2 separate regions of the Gasterosteus aculeatus genome follow, and region 2 is linked to region 1. Evidence: chromatin contacts called from public Hi-C data. All regions are on one chromosome and are shown on one strand. The core of a region is the stretch at or near the end of the contact, and the rest is flanking DNA. Distances in the headings are between cores, read along the strand shown.

Evidence for each region. Hi-C and Micro-C count contacts between places; a contact is called where the count stands out from the background.
Region 2: a contact with region 1 is called in a Hi-C map of skeletal muscle, with 2.9 times the contacts expected there. The contact joins the promoter of chfr here to the enhancer-like site in region 1. A contact is called at or near these places in 2 of 6 Hi-C or Micro-C datasets (skeletal muscle and whole body).

The regions. Positions count from the first base shown.
Region 1 is chr13:17,157,328-17,162,761 of fGasAcu3.hap1.1, forward strand. The region is part of intron 5 of fbrsl1 (fibrosin-like 1); the gene reads left to right. Among protein-coding and RNA genes, the nearest start is that of chfr, 46 kb to the right of the region's middle. Within about 2 kb of position 2,359, at least 3 of the 9 cell types and tissues checked have open chromatin away from gene starts, as enhancers often do.
Region 2 is chr13:17,203,319-17,208,752 of fGasAcu3.hap1.1, forward strand. It overlaps chfr (checkpoint with forkhead and ring finger domains, E3 ubiquitin protein ligase), which reads left to right and starts at 3,119. Exons shown (of 18, transcript XM_040196593.2): 1 at 3,119-3,319; 2 at 4,101-4,220; 3 at 4,800-4,899; 4 at 4,990-5,099; 5 at 5,196-5,255; 6 at 5,357-5,434. The coding sequence starts at 4,115.

The sequences.
Region 1 (5,434 bases), core at 1,109-3,608:
TGTATGTGACTTGGCGTGCTTTTTTTCCGCTCATTTAGTCCATTCATAGGCAGAGACTCCCAAAGAAAACAAAGCTTTTAACAAGCTCTAAGATATTCATTGCTGCCATCATGAACAAGCCCAGAAAAGGGTTTTAGTGCTCCAGGGAATATTCTTTCCCTGTTGTTTTTTCTTATCGCTTACATAATTTAAAGAGTTGCATGTAAGACAAAGTTGCACTCACTTGCTTCATTATATTTTAATCCGGGGCAAATGATGCTCTGCGTACACTACACATGACCAGCATCATTTAATAGTCCTTTCTGCAGTGATTGCTTCTAAATATGCTCTAGCAATAAAAACACACCAAATAGATCCTCCTCGCCTTGCCCTCTTCTGTCCAGGGATTTGTGTTTGGATAGCTGCCAGATTAAATTCCTCCAAAGGTGTTAAGGTATCACGGATAACAGACGGCGGGTTTATACAAAGTTCACTAGAGCTCACGAAACGAGCAAAAAGATCCCACAATTGTCAACTACAGATTAGTCTGGTATTATTCTGTAATTAGTAAAAGTGTTGTTTGCTGAGTGCTCAATAATGAGCTGAATTCTAATACAACTGACCCCCATTAAACAATTGACTTCCCGTCATCCCTCTATACGGCTATCGTAAGACCATGATCACAGAAAACTACTTCCCGCACGGTTGCAGTCGTGACTGACCATTGTAATTGGAAACCACCGCTAACATGGCCGTTGTCAAGGTCAGGTCACAGTGCGGTGTGTGAGAATGATGTTACACAGTAAGTGTGAAGTCTAAAGCCGTAAGCTCCCTCCCAAGGTCTCTGCAGTTGTCGCGTTGGCGTTAAACTGGCTTGGGCTGGACTCCCTGGAGGTACGCGGTTAACTCCGCAACCCCCCCCCCTGCATCACCCTCTCCCTTTACAGAGCAAAGCTCCCGGCATGTCCCCCTGATATGTCATCATGGTTATTTATACACTCCCACCCAACATTAAGTCACAGATCTGAAGCGTCACACAGTGACAGATGACAGAAGGGCTGAAGCGCTACGTCATGAAAAGGAAGGTGTGTGTCTGTTGCGTGTGGGGTTATAGATCCGATTAGGGTGGAAACCTTGTCGCTAAGGGAAATAAAGCTGTGGATGAAAAGACACTGTGGGGCGCCGGGGACCTTTGTTACCAGAACAGACTTCAGCAGCAGCTCTTAAATAGTGAAAAGCAAATACTAAACTTTTTCTTTACTTTTCTTCCAGTAGCAATTTCACCTCTGTGTTTGGTATAAAAATGAAAGCTGGTACATTGTGCCAGCCCCCCGACCCAACAACCACCACTGTCACCCCCCCCCCCCCCCCCCCCCCTTCCTCGTATTTCTTATGGTGGCTGCCTGGGTGTAAGGTGTCCCATCCAACCCTGCAGGGAGGCTTCGGGGGGGGTAGCTTGTGTTAAAGCATCCAGAAACCCGAGTCCTGATCATGGTCTGCATCAAAAGTAAATTCCACTTAACGTGCCACATCCCCTTCTAATGTGGCCTGAGGCCTTTGGAGGTCTGAGACTCCTTTATATAGTGCATACCGTGTTTGTTTGTGCTAGCCGGGTGGATAGTGTGGCCTAAAGTGGCAGAGGAACGGTAATGTAAGACCGATGGGACGTTTCCCTGCCCCATTTCCAGTTTTCAACTCCCCCACTTGCCAAGACGAATTCCTAAATTCCAATCAACTCATTTCAGCTGCGGTTTCAGCAGAGGAGAGGTACTGTTACAAAACCAGCATCGACAGCTTCACACTTCACATCGCACAGTTAAACTGAGCTCAGCAGAGAGCGAGGCTGGAAGGTCGGGGGTCAGATGCTTCAAGTGTGTGCACGGGGAGGCGTTTAGGATGCAGAATCACCGTGTGGAGGCTGGTGTGAGGATGCCCAATAGTTTTGTTCGCCCACTGGGATTAGAACAATATTTATCTGTGTTAGAGGGAAGGTGATTCATATTTCTCCAAATCACTGGCACAGTACGGGTGAGATCTGCGCCTTGCTGCGCATTTCTTCCTCTCATTAAAGGTGTCCGTGCCCCGAGGACCAAACCAATGCCAACCACACATTTCCACCACACATTGCCAGCTCTGCCTTCTCTTCTCTTTGTGTGCTGTCTTTTCCCACTGCAAAAGACATTCACTGCATGTGGGTTGAGGCAAGGGAAAGGGTCGCAGCTTTTTTATCACCGTATTTTCACCATTCTCCCCCCTTAGCAAATTCATCCAGCTCAAAAGCGCAGTGCGATCTTTAGAGAGAGGAAGAAAGCAGGAATGTAACTTGTGTAGCCTGAGGTGGGGTATGACTCACCTAGGCATTGTTCAGATGCAGTGAAAAGGAACAACAAGTTCAATAGGAGTTTCTATTGAGCTGTGCTTAAATCCACCTTTCGCTTAACAAGCTGCAGTGAGAGGTGGTTTGCCTACCAAGCTTGCCTGCAGCTCTCCGCAGGGCGATTATGTCACAACGAGCCAGTCAGAATGATGTGTATCTCTCTGTTAGAAGGCAGCCCTGCTGCAGCAACGGCTCCGACTAGGAATATTATTATTATCTCCAGGATCCTCTCCACAGCAACAACGGTGCCGCATTGTGAGGGCTCTGGAGAAAGCTGTTTTTTGAAATAATCTGCCTGCCTGTTATCCTGCCTCCCAGACAATAACATCCAGAAAGGCTTTCTTACTCTCCACCACACACGCTGACGACGGGGGTGAAAAGGCTTTACAACAAAAGGCCGTCGTGGACACGAGGACGGTTGAGCTTCCGTGACCCGTCCTATCACACCTCTTCACAGCGGCCCGGGGGGAGCTGGGGTTTGGATGTGGCTGTTGACCAGCCAATCGGGGAGCAGCGAGCCGTGTCTTAAGGGGCTATCTGCCATCTCGGCTGCGAAGAAGCCTGGAGAGCCCGGAGAAGCCACCGGGGGCCCTGATCCATATCAGGGCCAGAGAGTAATGACAAGCAGCCCCCTGATTCCACCGGGAGATTAAATGTCGTTCTTATCACTGCCGGCACGTACTCCGACATTAAAGAGGAAAGGGGGCCACGCCCCTTCCCTGGTCGGCTTCGCTGTGCCAGAGCTACTGCTATCTCCTGCTTTTGTTTTCCCATCTGCCATTGCCTTTATCTTGCTGTCTTTCTCGCTCCTTTCCCATTTCCATGCCCTCGAACGGGACTTAATCGGAGTACAATGGCTGTGCCACATCAGCCCTTATCTCCCCCTAAAATGTATATATACTCCCTCTCCCGGTGCCCCCCTTATTCACCCAAAGCCTGTCAAGGGAGGGCAGCTGCGCATGCTATTAACCACAGAGTTTGGATCTGGTGTTACATTAATTGAGTCAAATGGATTGCGATGGTTGAGATGATTTGTCTGTCGGCTTTTTATTGCCGCAATTTAGACTGTGCCTCATTGCATTATGCCACTTAATGAGAGCTCTTTGCAGGCATTTTGTCTCTGCTGTTTCCAACATGCCAGGTTCACGTCACAGGAGAAAGTGGGCTACCCCTAATTTTCTGCAAATTTTAGTCGATAATAAGCTGAAAGCAGTTCCCCAGACTCTGTTATAATTCCATACCTTCCTCATGTCCTTCTTTTCTTACTCTGTGTTCCCCCCTGGCTCAAGGTTGGCAACAAAAAGCATAGGCCACACGCACACATTTCTCAAAAAAACTGTTTAATTCAGCTACACAGGTTCAGCCCAGTTTATGTTGGGGCGAGGCTGGTCTGCCGAGAGAGAGAGACCGACACTCCCAGGAGTGCTGTCTTTTATTGTCTTCTATCAAACAGGCTGGCAAGGGAGGCGAGCTGCTGTCCCAGCTCCTCCCACCGGGAAACCATGGCAGCAGCACAGCCAGCTGAGTGGGAGGGTGGTCACACTGTAATCTGTGGGTTTGGAATCGTGATTTGTGACCTAAACCGTCTTTTTATCCCCCCTCACCACGCCTGCTCAATGTTTCATTCCGGGGCCTTTGCCGGGAGTTCGAGCAGGTCTGGATTCTCTCGGTTTGAAATATGCCTTGTCCCTTTTCCTTCATTTCTCCTTATCTGGTTAGTGCTGGCTGTGGGCCTGCTGAGGCGTTGATTTGTGGCCCTCTCTGTCTGCGGCGGCGGAGGCTTTAATGCAATGCATGCCTCTGCCCTTCTCCCTGCTGATGAAACGGGCCCCTGCATTCCCCTGATAGACTGCTAATTTGTATACTAAACTGACAGGCAGCCGTGATAAGGGCTAGCAACTGCTGCACGGCCACAGGGGGGAAGGGCGGGTGGTGTGGGTTGCGGTAAGCGAGACGATGGGTAATATTTTACACAAAGCTCAAGCCCCCCTCCCCCCTGCTCCTCTCCCGGCATTCATATCCCTACGTATGTTGCTAGGGGGAGAGGGAGCAAGAGTGTGCTGCACGCATACACTCACATGCTATCTGTTGCCTATGGAAATGGCTCTTGAGTTAATTGAGGTTTGTGTGTTTTTTTTGTGCGAGACCACTCCATCCTACACGGCCACTGTGCAATTCATTATCACCTTAACGATGCTGAGGCGAGTTCCCGTTGACTGACAGTTGCGTGGGAGGCTTCTACTCTCTTTTTATTTATTTTTTCCGTTCACGCCGCACATCTCATCCTGCTCGCTGGGGGTTTGCAGGGTAACTGGCACCACACCTGTTCTGACGAGCGGGCGGCAGGGTGGCGGCGGGGAATTGGATACATACCGCTGCTGCGGCTCATAAAAAAAAAAACGCTCGGGAGGTTGTTAAGTTTTTTTTACAACGTCGCGCGAGGACAAATGCAGAGGGGATCATTAATTTTGTGTCTCCTGTTGCAGCCCCAGAAGCCGTAGGTCCGCTGCGCGACGTCTGTATCTATTGTTAAAGCAGCATTAGCGGACGTCTGGGGTGAAAGGGCGACAGCGGCCTAAGTGGGTGCTGATAGAAGTGTTTATCAAAGCACCGACCTACTCCCACGCGAACAGTGAAAACCAGGCCGCTGCCGCGGTTTGACTGACGGGTGTTTTTTTAACGATATCAGTGCTGATAAGCTCCTTTTCATCAGTGTTCAAGATCATTGTTTGCCCCTTTTTTCTACACAGAAAGCAAAACCTACTCAATCGCGTAGAATCGGAACATCTTTTGTACTGCCGGTTGAATGTGTTGATGTTGAAGATGTTGTTGCCTCGTATTTGGTTTGTGGTGTCTAAGTGTTAAGATTGCCACATTACTGCTTGTCCTACGATAATCTGTCAAAAACATAGCATGCGCCGAGTGACTCACAACTAAATTGTAATTATAGTCTTTGCAGACATCAGCCACAACAAAGCCTACTTACAGGTTTCTTTGTTTTTACACTACAGCTATTATGATAACGCTGCCACTCCGTAAAAGTTCAATCCCTACCGAGGAAGTGAAGGGCTTTACGTG
Region 2 (5,434 bases), core at 1,869-4,368, 47 kb after region 1:
GGCCTGTGATCTCCATGCCTCTCTGACAAATGAACGCCTTTGGCAGAGCTGCTGGAGGTACGGTTTCTCTGCCCTGCTGGAATCCTGATGAGACTGCTCCGGAGCCGCTGGTGATGAAGTCGGTGCACAGGACCAAACTGCTGCCAGAAAATGACCTTTAATCTACACACATGAAGGTCATTTGGCATGCGATGGTTCACGATTGCGCATACACTTCTCATTTCATCTAGTCTATTTTTGTTGATACGTTACAAAAACAGGCTGAAACCAAAGTACATTTGGTCAATGCACAATTGAATACATGTGCTTCTTGTGACGGATGTGGCAAATAGGTTGCATTTATTGACAATCAGTGATTGTTAATGTTTTATCTGTACCGTGGTTTAAATTAGGATGCAACCGCTATCCAGTCAGTCTTCATTTGATTTGGACTTAACAGCTCCACCAAGCACACAATTGCTTGACATTGATTTAGCAAATTAATTCAGTCCATGTAATTCCTCCTAGTGCCTAGTAAAGATCTCTCATCTGGTGTGTCCGCGCAAAGTAAGATGTGGACAAATTATGGGCAAACATTTTGAATCCCCCGAGGATAAATGTTCTTTTCAAGCGCCACAATTAGCAGGAAATAGCCGATATTGATTGGGGACATTACAAATCAGCACTGAGGAATCTCCAAACCTCAACGCCCCCACATTGCGATCCAACATGGTCGCCTTTGGTTTCCGCTCTGGGCTTCCAGGGGGCTGAGTGATGATTCACTGGAAGAACAAGCACTACCCCTTGTGGCTCAGTTGGCCCAGTGCAGCATGGGTAAATTGCATCTCCAGCTGCTTCTGGGCCCCTCCTGATAAGTTAACCTTGTGATAACATGCTAATGCCTGATTAATGTTGCCGTAATTAGACACAGCTTTTCACACTCAGTTAAGAGGACATCCTCCAGCAATTAGCCCGAGCCGGAGAGAGATAATTTCCGAGAGCACAGCGAAATCACATTCCTCAGCTCGCCTGCGTTCCCATTTGGCAACATTAAGGTTTATTTTCTCATTATTTCATTTAATTACTCGTTTGATGTTTTATACAGCTGCCACAAGTAATCTTTGATCCAATTAGGAAAGGCTGATTGACAGCGTGGGTGTGCGACTCAATAGCCTGCATTCAATTTACGGTTGTGACCTTATCAGAGGATGTGCAGAGGATTCTAACTTCAACATTGAATAGCAAACAGATACTAATTTCCCGCAAGAGTATATTCTGCAGGGATGGAACACCTTTGTTTTGCAGGCAAATGTGTTTGCATGTGCATCTGTCGGTATGATGCTTTAAGAAGGCAGCATGTGTTTGTGTTCTCCTCACCAGACATCTAACAATGAGGAATGAACGCATTAGTGTGGAGAGGCCCCTGTATTCACCCGGCACCACACTGCCCATTAATAATGCACTGCCAGGGAATAGATGGGGGGTTGCAGGGATTAGTCCTGCACTAAGAACTCACTGGCTATGTCTGTTAGAGATGTTGGTCTGTGACCAAATCAAGAAACATCAGCCCACTTGCGACTAGACTTTAAAATACAGCAAGATTTTTTTATTATTAAATTAAAGTGTTTGTTGTTTCAGATTGCATAATCCTCGAACCTGAAAAAAAAAGAAAAGAAAAGTGTCAGTCGTCTCTTAAGCGAGCTCTACACGACAAGTGGGATCCACAACATTGTGAAAGCAGCCAACATGAAATAGAAAGAGGTTTTGTATTAATACTACAACTCTTATCACATTGATGACAATTTAACCCACCACCCAGTTATGGGGAATCCAATCATCACTTTCTTTTGTTCTGTTCTTGATTTTAACCAAATCCTGAAGGAAATATTTGAACAAACCACATTTGCATTTATAATGACAAAAAATGTAAAACAACAATACACACTTTTACAAAGTTTATTTATTTTTAACACTGTAAAATGGAGTTGGCCCTTTTGTCTGCAATTTGAGCTTCTCCGGCTTCAAACTGTTTGAATAAAACTGTCTGAGAAGTTTAGAATGGAAATAAGTCTTTGGCCAAAGTGCTTACAACTCATAATTAACTGAAATGCCGCAAGGGAGCCAAACAATACTTTTTTTGTAATAGTTTGAAGCATAAAAAGGTGGAATTTTTAACAATTCATTGTACTTCACAGTATTTTGTCAAATCTGTCATTGATGTCAGATGTCTTGATAAATCCAGTGGCACAAAAACGTTTAGTTAAGTAGAAGTAACCTAAAAGTGAAATAATGTCGAAGGATTTTAAAACTCTACTTGCTTTGGATATTGACCCACGATTGACTTGCGCTGTTACGTCCGGATTGCGCACATGATTTAAATAGATTGTGAATACCAGTAATCTAATACAGATTAATTTTCTGCATATGACCTAATAAATGGCTACAAATGGACTTGAATGACTTCGAGGCACATTGACAAAAGCCTGCAGTCTGCCTGGCTGTCTATGGCCGAGAACATTTGGCCAGTGTTTTGTTTTCCGTAATTATGTAAAGTAAATTGTGTTTCTTTTGTCAGACACTGATGTAAGGAATATAAGAACGTATTCATAATTATTTTCTTTGAAATCCATAATTAGGCAGATTGTGGTGGTGATCATTTTAATGCAAATGTGGTGGGCCATTTAATTAATTCATCCAGCAGTGAGGTGAAGCGCAAGATGGTGTTTCTTTATTAATTTATTCAATGTGTAGACCCGAGGGACTCTGTAGTTTCTGAGGGGCCACCGGCTGCAAGAAGGGGTTGGAAAAAAGATTTATTTTTTTGTCTTTTCCAAAACTTTGTTTGACACTAGGAATACTAAAGATGCCCAAAGACAAATATACAGTAGCTTAAAATAGATAAATCAAAGACTACATCAACTTGATATTGCAATTTGGGTTACATAATAAAAAATGCAACAACGGCAACAACTTTATGTTTTAGTAGGAGGAAGAACAAATACTATGTCTTAATTGACAATAGCCTAATTTTCTCACTGTTCTAACATAGCAATAAAGAGATGTCTGTTTTCATTTGAATGGTTCTGCATTTGACTGATTACCATTCGCCCTTATGGACGCGTTCATTCTTCATCTTCAGGTGGAAAGAAATCCCAGGTGAGTTTGTACCTTTTATCAAAGCGCGTGTTTGGGGCCCAGCGGCCCCTCCTCCATCAGCTGATGACGCCGTGACGTCACGCCCGAGCCTGGCAGGAAGCGCCTCTTGCGTTCAGCCGGAATACGAGGAGAAGAAACGGCGTCGCACCGAACTACCGGGGACGGCGAAACCGAGCGTTTGACGGTAAAGTACCCGTTGTGGACGCGCGACCAGCGTGACGTGACGGGCGACTCGTGGTCCTCTTGTCGCATCCGCACGGCGGGTCGACTGCTAATTTGTTAGCAAGCGCGTTAGCTTGGTGTTGTTGTGTTGACCGAAGTTGTGTTCGTTCACTTTACGGGTGATGAAATCCTTAATTCCTTCGACTCGATAGTGGGCGATGGGACGTTTAGCCAGCTTGTCAGGCGGTAAAGACGGCAAATAACGTTTTGTGGACCACTGAGCCGGCTGCGGGACGTGTAGCGTTAGCTTAGCTTCGTTAGCGGTTGTGCTGAAGAACGCTTTCAGTTTTAAGTTAAGCCTCGTTTTATTTGACAAGTCACAGACTTGCTTAAACGTTGCTTACACACTTCTATGCTAACTACTTACTTTACTTTGGCAAACATACAATAAGAATCATAAATCCACAGCAATGGATTCATAATCAAGTTCAAACCTTTGGGACTAAACGGCTCATTTATCATGATTTTGTCTAATTGGAAACGTGTATTTTAGATATTATATTAGCCGATATGGAGAAGGGAAAGGTGGATTCCCCTTTAAAAGTCATTTATGTTTTTTTTTTAAACATATTTTATTCATAATTTCAATGAGAAACTCCACCTGGCTGGAAAGAAAATACTTTGTTTAACATTTATATTTCTTTAGTTTTACCAGCACAGCCTTCACTAAATGTCCCACAGTCTGTTTTTACAGTGTCATAGAAGTGAACCCGTAACTTGTTTTTGCTCATCGTTTCTCGTAGAGGATCATTGGAGGATGGACGGTTATCAGAGAGGACGTCCGTGGGGAAAGCTCATCAAAGTGGACTCCAGTGAAACTATCCTGCTCTTTAACCGGGAATGCACAGTTGGCCGAAAAAAAGGTGGGTTCATATTCTGTGTGTGTGTCACACATTTTTGGAATAGGCACATAAAGATGATCTCTTCACCTGTCGGACATCTTTTAAAAACGTCTAACCTGCTGCCAAAGCTCCAGGAGCGGTGATGTCTGTTAACAGAAGGCCGTCCCTGTCTGTCTGTCTGTCTGTCTGTCCCCGTAGACGTCGCTGTCAGTGTCTGGAGCCCTTAAAAACCTCCCCCTTGAAAGCACAAAGCCTTCTTTAGTGCACCCAACTTAGACAGCCCCTTGTGATGATAACAAAAGGCATCCATTGACAACATGTGTGCAGAATATTAAGTAGTTTTTTCGTGTATGGGCTTTTGCCTAAGAAAAGGTTAGGCCTATATTTCCCCCTGTGTCTGCTTTGTTGTCGAGGGCTTTTGAGTGTCTAGCCTTAATTGGTGTCTGGGCAATAAAATGTTTTAAAGCGATGTCCATGGACTCAATAGTTCATTTGTTTATTTTAACGAATAGGCTCAATATTTCAAACTGTATTGCCATTTAAAAAAAAAAAGTAGCCCAAGTAATCAGTCTACTGTGTGTTTTTCTATTTTGCTGCTAGGATGTTATCTGTCCTTCCCGGCCAACAAACTGGTCTCAGGGGAGCACTGCAAGATTGTGCAAGACGAAAGCTCGGGGCTGGTGTGGCTTGAAGACACCAGGTACCAAACATTATATTAAACAAGCCATATTTTGGAAACGCTTTAAAACCTCTGTACAGTGACTTGTGTTTTTGTCTGTATGTACTTTAGCACTAATGGTACAGTGATCAACATGTCCAAACTGGTGAAGAAGCAAACCCACATGCTACAGAGCGGCGACATCATCTACTTTGTATACAGGAAAAGTGAGCCAGAACAAAGTGAGTTGTTCAGTTTTTTTTCCATTGCGCAATACTTTTATATGAAATATAAGAGAAAAAGAAAGAAAAACAATATCCTCTCTTGTCACACTGTAGACATTGCCTACGTTTACCACTCCATCCAAATGGAGCATGCCACGTCAGGACATACTTATGGTAAGCAGCCAGGTGATTCCCCGCAAGTCTTTTGTCAAATGTAACCTCTTTTGTTCCACAGCTGTCAGTTACTAACCCCCCACCCTGTATCTAAACCTCAGAGATGGAGAGGGCGGCCCACAGTCCTGGCCCTTTCCCACTCTCGGTGGAGCCCGTAATGCTCCCCAAGGCTTCTCGTG